Regions from separate parts of the Arachis hypogaea genome. Here region 2 is linked to region 1. The links are chromatin contacts, called in public Hi-C maps. All regions are on one chromosome and are shown on one strand. Each heading gives the region's core, a stretch centred on a gene start, on an enhancer-like site or on the middle of the called end of the contact. The rest is flanking DNA. Distances are from core to core; before and after follow the strand shown. Region 1 holds the start of LOC112720703 (BOI-related E3 ubiquitin-protein ligase 1). Region 2 holds the start of LOC112720713.

Region 1 (5,978 bases), core at 1,998-4,497:
GAGAGAGAATTTGCGGTTCGAATTTAAGGCACATATATGTATGTATGTATTATTCTGTTATAACTCTTTGTTCGATTTTTTATTCTTTTTATTTTGAATATGTTATCAATACTTTTAGTTTTGCTTGCTATGTCTTGTGATAATTTTAATAACTCTGTAGTTGTCAATACTCTGCTCAACTTCACTGGAATTCAACAAAGCACAGAAAAGAATAACAAGCAGCTAGAGCTTGAAATGAAGAAAACAACAGACGATGGCAAAAAGAAGTGTGATAAGAAAAGATAATACCGACAGCAATTTGGACCAACAACGTCCAATAAGCGATAATTGGATGTAACACTAGCTTCAACAATCAGAACACACTAAGCATGACTAGAAATTTGAACAAAGAAAAAATGGTCTCATGATGTTAGGGAGTGCATGTATAGTGACGCAATATTGTTAGTTCTGATATTGAGATCTTAGAAAAGTAAGTAGAATGACCAAAAGGGTAGTGAAAAAGCACCAGCTATTTAGCTGAATGTTGTTTATTTTTTGAAAATGCGATAAACTTGTTTATTTTTTTAAATATTATGAATGTTTTAATATAAGTTAGATAAAAATTGGATGAAAATTTATCTTGATTAAATTTATATTTATTTTTTATGAAAATAAGTTTATCTTGCAATAAAAAAATTTAAAAAAAATTCTGCTTTACCATACTAACGGATTTACAAACGAAAAAATTCGTCAGTATGTAGTGTTGTAAATGCTTTTCTAGGTTCTAAATACCGACAAAAAAAACTATTAGAAAGTTTGACGTCAGTTACTGACATTAAATCTATCAAAAAATATGATATTTATAGTGAAATGGATGGGACGATTACCAAAGAAAAATCTGTCGGTAACAAAAAAATCTGTCGGTAAATAATTTTCGATGAGGCTTTACTGATGGACAATATTTATAGTAACTAAAAATTTGTCTATAATAAAAATTAAATCTATCTATAAATTCCTTTGTAATAAGCAGTTTTCTAGCAGTAATTTTAGCTAAATTATTATAGATTATTAAATAAGATTAATATGAAATTTATTTAAGATGAGTTTTTATTTAGATTAAACTTCAAATATTTTTCTAATTAAATTTTTATATGTTTTTATTTTTAAAAATTTTAGATTTATTTATGTTAAATGTTGACAGTAATATTAACTGTACTATGTTACCTCACAAAATTTTTTTCATAAAATATATATTGGCCATATGCCCGCATGTGTAAAATTTAAAAATGATCTAATCTAATTATTAATAGTCCTTTATTAACTTTTTGCTGTTTTTTAAACCATTTCTCTGAGCAATCTAAATATAACTCTATTTAATTATGTCAGTATTAAAACACGTTAAAATCCTGTTGTTATCCTCAATAATTAGCTAATCCAGCTATCATATTTTTGTTTTTTGCTCAACCTTTCATGATTTTACAAAGGTAATTATAATCCCTAAGGAATCTAGCTACATTCCTTTCGTGAAGGCGTTATAGAGATCCGAAAATTGAAAATATAAATTGCAGATCAAGTCACATAGGAACTTAAAACAAGATTGTAAACAGAGAAAATACCGATAATTATTTCCATTGGTTTTACACCTAAAAATAAAATAGTCAATTTTGTTACAACTACACCATGTCATGTTTGAAAGTTTCCATTCTTAATTTCTTTACTTCCATTGCGCTATACTAATGGGATACTATAAACTTTGCTCTACGTTTAATTTGTTCTTTATATTAGGTTATTTTGAAATAGTCATGTGTGAAACTCCTTTTAAATAGCAAAAATTCCTCTCCAAGAAGAAGGAAATTTATTTAAATTAGCAAAGAAAGAAAGAAAGAAAATTCAACACACAATATATAGTTCTTCCAATGAGGCATCTAGATCGGGGATGTAGTTTAATTCATTCATCGTTTTCTAAACACAGCTGTTTCAAAGAGTTTGAACTTGAACATTCAAGAGCCAGTAAAAAAATTTGAACTCAGCGTTACCATGCATTAGCATTTGCTTTTTAATTAAGATTTAATCAAACGGTAATTAATTAGTAAAATATACTAAATATAAGTTTGGGGGTTTGCGAATTTAATCTAAACAAATGAGTTAAAACTGGAGTCAGTTACAAATTTAATCCAATGTAGTGGCGTGTGTTTCAAACAATGTTAATGTTAAATTGTTAATTATAGCTTTTTATGTGTCGTCTTAATTTTCAACAATAGATTCAAAGCTCTTAATTTAAGTGTTGTTACTTAATTTGTTCTTTATACAGTCTATTATTAAGAAGGTATAAAAAAAAAAGGCAAAATACGGATTACGTCAAAACCAAATGATAATATTAAAAAGACAAAAAAAATCAGGTTAAACAGTCTAACATTATTTTATATATGATAAATAAAATGTATTAAATAAAATTAAAAATAATAAATTTTGACTTTTTTTGCTAAAAATGTTTATTTTTATTTTTTTGAGACAAGAGATATCGTTATAGAATTCAACTATACGTAATACTTATTAGTTGTTTGGGGATAAAAATTTGCCACGTATATCATTTAATCAAATTTTATATTCTTTAAAGTATTTTTATTTAAATGTTGTTAATCCACAATACTGTGAAAATTAAACAAGGGTAATTACGTATAAAAAAAAAGGGTAATGAAGCAATACAATGTGAAATAATTTTTACTAATAGTGTGATAAATATTTAAAAGTATATTATAATTACTTTTAATCCAATATATAATTTAGTATGGTAATGCATACACTTCATATTTTACTTTTATAAAAAGAAATTCCATCATTATACCTTAGCATAAGGGTGGCTGTTTGAGTTGATTTTTTTTTTTAACATTACTGAAAAAAAACCCACTTTTGCCTTTACCTTCAACATAAATTAATATCATTTATACTATTAATTACTATATATATCAAATTGATATTATCTAAATTAAAAGGGTGTTTCAATAATAATAATAATAATAATAATAATAATAATAATGATACAAAATACGAGGCTAATATTAGGAAACAAAAATTAAATTAAAATTTTATATTGTTTTTTATGTAAAATATATTAGACTAAATTATATTTTAGTATTATATTTGATTTAAAACAAATATAAAAATTAAATAACTAGACAAAAATAATTTTTAAAAAAAACATTATTAAAATTACGTTCTCTATCACTAAAAATTTCAATTCTATGTATTCTTATTTTCTGAACGTACTGCTGAAATTTTGTGTTCCTAAAATTTTAGATTCAATATCCGAGTAGCTCAGTTACCTGCATTGGGAAGTTGCCTGAGAAAAAAAAGAAAAGGAAATCCCTAGCTATATATATAGAAAAAGGAGTAGTTGTGGTATTATTCCGCGTGGGGTGTGCCCCCAATGTCTGAGACGTCTCCGATACCCAAAAATACGAATAAGGATAGAGAGAGACATAGTGCTGTTAATTCCTCTATTTTTTTCTTCTCTGTTTGGTTTCCAGGTGTTAATTAGTGTTACTTCAATTTTCCGTTTTCCCATTATGTTTATCTAAATATATATGTTCCTAGAAGGGTAAAAAATAAAAAATAAGAAAACAATTTTGTTGGAATTTAATTAGAAAAGAATTGTTAGGAAAGAAAGAAAAGGTAACAGGTAAGAAGTAACAAGAGACGCATGTATGTATGGGTGAGTCAGTCATATACAAACAATAATAATTTCCATTGGCAGAAATCTGCGTACCCTCCAACAACAACAATAACAACAATACATCACCCATTTACCAACGCCCTCCTTCTTCGTTCACACATACCCACACACAAAACTAAGCGCACTCTCTCTCTCTCTCTTATTAAGTCTTGTCTAAATTAGCAATATAGGTGAGATTGATACATATATGTAGAGTGGAGGAAAGTATTTAAATAATAATTTGGGGTGTGTATGTAAGGGGAATAAGGAGATAGATAGCAAGGAGGAGACTAGTTGTAATTGTAACTCAAGAGAAAAAGAGGAGGTGCTAATAAGAGGCGCTTAATCAAATTTTGCATCTATCTAATACAAGAAGAGAAGCAAGAAGGAGGAATTCAAGTATATTGATGGCAGTTCAAGCTCAGTATCCCTCAAATATTCTCTTTCTAAACAGGTTCCCATTTCTATATATGCCCTGTTTTGTGTTTGTGTTGAGTCATGGATTCATACCCTGTTATTGGATTTAACAGAAACAACGGGCAAGAAGGACAGCAGGCAGCAGGACTAGTCCTTGATCAACCAATCTTATACAACAACAATCATGGAAGTACGTTTCATCTTCGCAAACCACAACTTTTAATTTCTCTTTTTTTCTCCTTTCTAAATCATTTCATTTCCAGGTGCTAATTCTCGAAAGAGAACAAGAGAGGCCACAGTTCACAGCAACAGCAATGTTGTCATGAACAATAATAATAATAATAATCCATTGATACCTTTCGAATCCCAACCTCCACAACTCATACACCTTTCTCAGCTGCACAATAATGTGGTCTCAACAGGCCTACGCTTATCCAACTCTACCATCGACCAACAACAACTTCTTCATGGATCTCAATCTTCATCTTCTTCTTCTTCTCTCTTATCTCTGTTCTCACAAGGATTTGCTTCCCAAATCAAACAACAAAGGGACGAAATTGAACAATTCCTCCAAGCTCAGGTACCAAATTATTCATTCTTTGTTTTTTTTTTTTTTTTTTGTGTGGGGATAAAAGTTCAAAGCAACCAATCATAACGGGTGTCCGGAAAACTTCTTCAGGGGGAGGAGTTGCGGCGGGCATTGGCAGAGAAAAGGCAGAGGCATTACCGGGCGCTGCTGAGCGCCGCGGAGGAGGTGGTGGCACGGCGGCTCAGGGAGAAGGAGGCGGAGGTTGAGAAGGCCACACGGCGGAACGCCGAGCTGGAGGCGCGTGCCGCGCAGCTCGCAGCGGAGGCGCAGGTGTGGATGGCGAAGGCGAGGACCCAGGAAGCGGCGGCGGCATCGTTACAGGCGCAGCTCCAGCAGACCATGATGGCCTCTGCTGGCGCCGCCACACACGGCGGAGATGACGGTGGCGCCGGATTGTCATGCGCAGTTGAGGGACAGGCGGAGGACGCAGAATCAGCGTATGTGGACCCGGACAGGGTGGTGATGGTTTCGGCAGCGGCGGCGCGTCCAAAGTGCCGGGGATGCGGGCGGCGCGTGGCTTCAGTTGTGGTTCTGCCGTGTCGGCACTTATGCATCTGTACGGAATGCGAGGCGCACTTCCGCGCGTGCCCCGTTTGCCTTACACTCAAGAATTCAACCGTTGAGGTCTTTCTCTGATCAAAATTTCATCATTTTTTTTTTCTTTTTCTTACCACACAATGAGTTTGTTCATAGCAATGGCCTTCCCAAACAGGTCCTTACTCAACCACCAAAAAAGTTGAAAGAAAAAAACAAATTATAAATAAAATTACATTTTTTTCTCCCTGCTCTTTTGAATTACCTTTAGGGTAATTGATTGTACATGACTACTTCGTTAGGGTTAGGCGTTAGTACTGGCATTTTCTTCTTTATGTTCTTTTTTTTCTTTTTTAATTTTGTTTTTTTTTTCTTTCTTTTAAAAATTTTATTTCGTTGACATTAACTTATTTATATATATTCTTTTATTTTTCTTTCGTTAACTAGTGTTATTTTTTGTGAGAATGATAAAGTGTTTTTTTTTTTTACCAAAGATAAGATATTCGAACCCGCAACCTCTTAATTGAGTATGGAGAGATTATGCTATTTGAACTATAATTCATTGGCAATGATAAAGTGTTCTTGGGTAGGAATAATTTTTAGTTGTCAATTTTTGTGAGAGTAATATGAATGTTTGTGCATGCATGTTACATTTGTTTTTTAACTTGCAAGGAATCGAATTGAAGTTTTAATATGTTTTGCATAGACTTGGGTGTTTATTTGCTGCTTTTAGGATCCAACCACCAA
Region 2 (5,978 bases), core at 2,067-4,566, 990 kb before region 1:
ATAAATGAGATGTAATAATCACAAGAACAAGATACATGAAAATTTCAAACTAAAGAAACAAAATATACCATGAAAGCTGTGATCTATCTATTAGCAACAATATAAAAGGACAGCATGACACTACTGCAAAATTTCATTATCTTTCTCTTTGAAGCTACTCAACATGTTACAATATCACTAGGTTCGGTGAATAGATCAACAACAGAGGAACTGCCTAACAAATGCTATCAAAATGAGTGCTTAAAAGAACTCTGAATACTTCTGACATCCTAAGAAAATATACCATAAATTTGACATTAATTATATAAAGATCTTAAGAGGGAAGGGAAAAGAAAAAAGAGAACAAAAAAGAAAAGAGCATCACACCTGCAGCCAGTTATGAAAGCCAGAAACTTCACTGCTGTTCTTGATTTCTCCAACAAAAACATGTTCGAAAGCAGAGGAGGAACCAGACGTTCCCCCACGTGAATAAAGGTCAAACCACAAGCTGCTAATCATTCTTTTGAATTCTTGAAAGCTCCCTGATGCAATACCCTTGGACACAAGATACTTGTGCAGATATTTGATTGGTGCTGTTCTACTAATTTCTTCAATGAAAGAAGCTTGCTCTTGCCTCTCTTCAGACGTGACAACTTCCTTACTTCCTTGATTTGGGTTGTAGTTATCTAGAAGCGAAAGAAACCGGGCAAAAGTAGGCTTTCTGAATACATCATTGCTAACCCAAGTAAACAAGCAACCCTCTGCCATGTCTTCCTTTTGGTAAGCCTTCTTTCCTTCGCCACAGTCAATTTCATAATCCTTTCCCGGTACCAAACGATTTAAATCAAGGTCCCACAGTTTGTCACATGCTTTAGACAAATCATAAAGCTCATCGTTCGAAGGCTCCGCACGACCACCAACATCAATATCATTAGAGTATTCTTGCTCATCTGGTGGTAGTTTATAGTTGTTCCAATTATCCTTGGGAACCTAAATGAAGATGGTAAGATCTATTATTAAGATAGTGATGCAGCATACATGTTCAGGACTAATACATCATCACACACTTGCGACAAAGTTAACATGACGCAAACTCTTTTAAATTCATACAAATCACTCAAAGCGCATCTCTTTTGAGTTTTATTTCTGCTTGATGTATCAATTAAAGTTTAAAGACAAACCTTGTGTTGTTGCCGCCTTGAAGGTTTGCCAACAGTCTGCCATCCATCATTGTTCTCTTCATCAAACTGCAAAATATAAAATTGATTTCACCAATATAGTTAAATTTCATTTCGCCAACAGCATCAGCAAAAAAAAGGCCGATAACCAAGTTCCCTCAATATGTTTGATGTTCAGACTATCATGAAACCTGATTTTCAAATGTCCAGCCAATGGATCATTTATCATGTAAATAATCTCTTTTATTTTAAAAAGGAACTATTTCTTCTAACTCCTATCCTATAAAAATCTGAAATTGTAAGCAGAGAGAGCAGAAAAGTTTGGATCAAAGCAGTGCCATATGTAAATGGGCACACAATCAAGAGTACAAGAGCTTGGTTTTTGAATGTGATTCTGTTATCACAACTTTATTTTTCATAACATATATAACAAAGTGTAATCTCATTACAGAAACAAACTATATCTATCACACCCTATGGTAATAAATAACTAGAACAATCTTACTTGCTACGTGCATGATGAACATTGCAATCAACATGTATTATATATTTTAGGGCTAAACCACGCCATATTTCTCGATGTCAATAAGTACAGTTTTAAATTATAATCTCAAGAAAGACTCGAAGTTGCAATTTTCCATTTACTTCAAGCTAGCATCTTAACAATAATTTTGAAAAGGGGGGGGGGGGGGTTTATCAAAAAGAAAAAGGAAAAGGAAAAGAAAACATATATATTAACCTTCTTGTGTCTGTTGGAACTCTGAGATTCCCACTCTTCTTGCTTTGGACGATATTGCTCCTACAATATGATAACAGCAACACCATCAAAAGCAATACTAGATAACTGAGATCAACTCGGGGCTTATACAGGAGGACAATACTCATCCAACTCATTTATTTAACAATGAACATGAATTCACCCACCATTTGAGGCCTGTAGGAATCCCCATAACTATCATCGTGCCGCTGCTCCTCCTGCAACAATAACAAACTAATGAAGCAAAATTAAATTGTTCATATGTTGTTGGGGTTGAATTCAATGAAGCAAATGACAAGATTAATTGAACAAGTGGCAAAATGGGACCTTCTGTGGTCTGTTGGAAAGTCTAGAACCCTGTTGGCGCCACTCCTCCTGCTCATAACGAGGCCCCTCCTGAAAAAGTCTCCTATTACTCGCAATGATTTGGCATAGAATAGGTAGTAAAAATTGCGTTCACATCATTGAGGATAACTGAAATTCACTCATCTAGTATCTATTCGTCCGAGTTCCATGGATCATAGCAGACCTAAGTGTTATGTCTACGATTTACATAGATTTAAAGGTCTCATTTTTACAACATACAAGAATACTACCAGAATCATGGTGTATATTTCATAAAATCTCAGTGCGAATTACACTCATCATCCTTAAACCTCAAAATTTAATCTTTACATAGGTATTTAGTGTCACACTATACCATATGAAAATCTTAAATGTAATTTTACCCTGAATTTCAGAGTAGCACTAATTATTCATGTAATTCGAATAGAATCAAATTAAATTGCACAAAACCTAAATGTCTGTACTTTGGGGAATACCCGTTTGATTTTAGAGACGGAACAAAAATGTATTTGGATCTGAAGACAGGTACAATCACTAAAGACACTGATTATTATTTTCGTTGTCATCATTTATGTTCTGAATCTGATTCTAAAACCAAAGGGGAAATTGAAGTAACCTGTGAAGTCCAGTTGTGGTGTCTGGGAGGAGGATGATCTTGCGGATCCTGATCCTGATCTCCGGAGACGACTTCAGCCCAGGAGGATCTAGACCGTTCATCTCGGGAATCGCGGCGGTTGTTGCGGTCGTCATTGTCGTCGTCACCAAGGGCAGCATGGACCAACCCCTTGATCAAACCCTCCATAATCGTAGCCTATGTAATGTACTTTATGTTTCAGTTTAAGTTATCAGTGTTAATGAGGATTGAGGCTCAACTCAATTGCGTGAGAGAGAGAGAGAGAGAGAGAGAGAGAGAGAGAGAGAGTAGGTGTGAGTGGATATTGACAGAGCTTAAATGAGTTGGTTGAATAAAGACAATCATGTGGTGCTGATTTGGCGCTTTATATTCATGACCGTTGCCGACAGGATCAAGGTAATTCTCTATTCTGAATATCCATCCACGTAGAACGCAAAAAAGTGACTAATTAAATCTCGGACGTAGGTGGAAATTTTCACCTTCAATTATCACCGGTATTTCGGATTTCGGATTAGTGCCGCCAAAATGTCTAGACCATTAAAGATTTTAAATAAAATATATTTTTTAAGTTTTTTAATAATTATTAAATAATTTTTTTTAACTTTAATTATAAATTAATTTTATATATTTTATTTAATTATAAAAATTATTTTTTATTTTATAAATTATTATTTTATTATTCATCTATTATGTTTATTAATAATAAAAAACAAAAACAATAAAGAATTAGATCTTCGTAATAATTTTTTGGCAATTCTAATCGATTAAAAATTTATCTTTGATCCGTTACATCTCTCGAGCGTTGTAAAATAGTGTTTCATAGAGAATCAATCGATTGAATTAACAAAACAATCAATTGAATTTCAGGTTTCTCATAACTCAATCGATTGGATTGGACTTCAGGTTATCACAAAACAATCGATTGAAAGTTGCAAGGCAGGATAGTTTTCGCAAACATCAATCGATTGGTCATATTAACCAATCGATTGAACGATGACTAGAATGTGGGTTTTTTATAATTCAATCGATTGTTTATATTACTCAATCGATTGAAAGCTTCAAAGCAACTTGAGGTCGCACAATTCAATCGATTGGTTGTGTTACCCAATCGATTGAAGTTTGTACATGACTAATGGTATATTCCAATTCAATCGATTGGTATGAGAATTCAATCGATTGGAATGTAATGTAAATAAGTTTTTTTTTTGCATTCAATTGATTGGTAATGTAATCCAATCGATTGAATTTTGAAATGCGCTATATTCAACCTGGTAACCATGCGTATTCAGACTCTCTCCCCGTTTTAAAACATAACAACACCATTTCTACACCTCTCTTCTCTCTCTAAATCCAAAAAGCTTCTCTCTTCTTCTTCTCCAATCTCACCAACATCCACTCCAAACTACATACATATTATTAATCCTCATCCAAATCCTTACAAAATTCACTAAACCAATATCCCCAAAATGGCCAGAGCTAAGAATGCCAAAAGAGCTAGGATTGAGGGTGAAAGTTCTGCATCCGCCAGACTAGTTTCTTCATCCCATTACATGGCAAGGTGGCTGCCGTCTCCGAGGGCATTGAACAACTATGTGGAGAAGTTTGAGTCAAGGGCAATTGTTCCTCCCAGGTACATAACAGCCGAGTTTATTCATGATAGACATTATAATTTAGTCTGAAATGCTTTGCAAACATAGCACTTGACTGATTTTGTACAAACTAAGGATGATTATTATTCGCACTTGGTGAGGGCTGTTTATAGTACTTTAAATTATGTTGTTCCTGAAACTGATGAAGAGGGTGAGGAAGTAATGCCGCTGATTGAGTTTGATTTAGGGTCACGATATTATAGAGTTACTTTGGAACAATTAGCTGAACAATGGAATTTAGTTTATCATGGGGCAAAATTTACTGGAGGTATTGCGGCAGATGAGGAATGGGGTGAATATAATAGATTGGTTGGTTTGCAGAGTCTACAGTATGAGAATCCACGTATGGATGCTAGAGGTAATATAAGTTGCAGTGGGTTGGGTAATGAGCAGCGTATATTGATGTATTTGTTTTCATACATGTTGATTCCAAGAAAACATAATCATAGAATCTTGTTTAACGAAGATATTCTAGTGCTTTGGGCTATTGGTGACTGGAAAGGAGATAAACTAGCCTTATTTTATGGTTCATCATATGCTTGAAATGAAGAAAGAAAAATCAAGTGTTGGTTTAGGATATGCTTGCCAATGAAGCAAGATTTTCACCTAGCTTGGAATTGACTTGAGTGAAGAGAAAAGTATCGTCTTGAGTAATGTAGTCAAGATTGATGACAGCACTCTAAGATAGATGGGAAAAGATCTGGATGCCCAAGAACCTCAAATCCAAGGACAACCACAAGACCTGAAGGTGCAAGCACAATCCCAGGAACCCCACTACCATCGCCTCCTTCGCCAACAATGCGAGATTTGATGGATGAATTACGAAGCATAAGATTATATATGGAGGGACAATTTGCTGATATGAGGAGGCAAAATGAAGCTATCAATCATTAAGGAGAAGCTATTGATCTTCTATACACTAATCTAGGCATCACAAATCCAAGGGGCATCATCCCAAGCCCTGGACCATGAAGAAAATGTGTCGAAGAATGAAGAAAATCTGTTTCAGGGTCTTGAAATTTTTTCAGTTGTTCTTGAAATCAATTGATATGCATTCAAATTTGCTTACCAATCGATTGAAGAATGCTTACAATAAGGAGTTTGTATGCATTCAATCGATTTTACTGATTCAATCGATTGTTTTGTTAGTGAAGTATCCTCAATTATTGATTCAATCGATTGCTTTGTTAGTGCAATCGATTGAAGTATCCACAATTACTGATTCAATCGATTGTTTTGTTAATGAAATCGATTGAAGTATCGTCAATTATTATTTCAATCGATTGGTAAGTGCTTGAACATGTATAGTGCTATTCAACTAGTTTCTTCATGTTTTTATTTAATTATTAGTGATTCGTCTAATCTTCTTCTTCTTCTTCTTCTTCTTCTTCTTCTTCTTCTTATTATTATTATTATTATTATTATTATTATTATTA

The links. Hi-C and Micro-C count contacts between places; a contact is called where the count stands out from the background.
Region 2: a Hi-C map of leaf shows a contact between it and region 1, with 5 times the contacts expected there. The contact joins the promoter of LOC112720713 here to the promoter of LOC112720703 in region 1. A contact is called at or near these places in 2 of 8 Hi-C or Micro-C datasets (both in leaf).

Annotation. Positions count from the first base shown.
Region 1 is chr11:37,815,228-37,821,205 of arahy.Tifrunner.gnm2.J5K5, reverse strand. LOC112720703 (BOI-related E3 ubiquitin-protein ligase 1) reads left to right here and starts at 3,247. Exons shown (of 4, transcript XM_025771744.3): 1 at 3,247-4,145; 2 at 4,222-4,298; 3 at 4,372-4,688; 4 at 4,788-5,476. The coding sequence starts at 4,099. The coding sequence ends at 5,333.
Region 2 is chr11:38,800,896-38,806,873 of arahy.Tifrunner.gnm2.J5K5, reverse strand. LOC112720713 reads right to left here and starts at 3,316. Exons shown (of 8, transcript XM_025771758.3): 1 at 2,876-3,316; 2 at 2,242-2,310; 3 at 2,082-2,132; 4 at 1,897-1,956; 5 at 1,161-1,226; 6 at 367-969. The coding sequence starts at 3,061.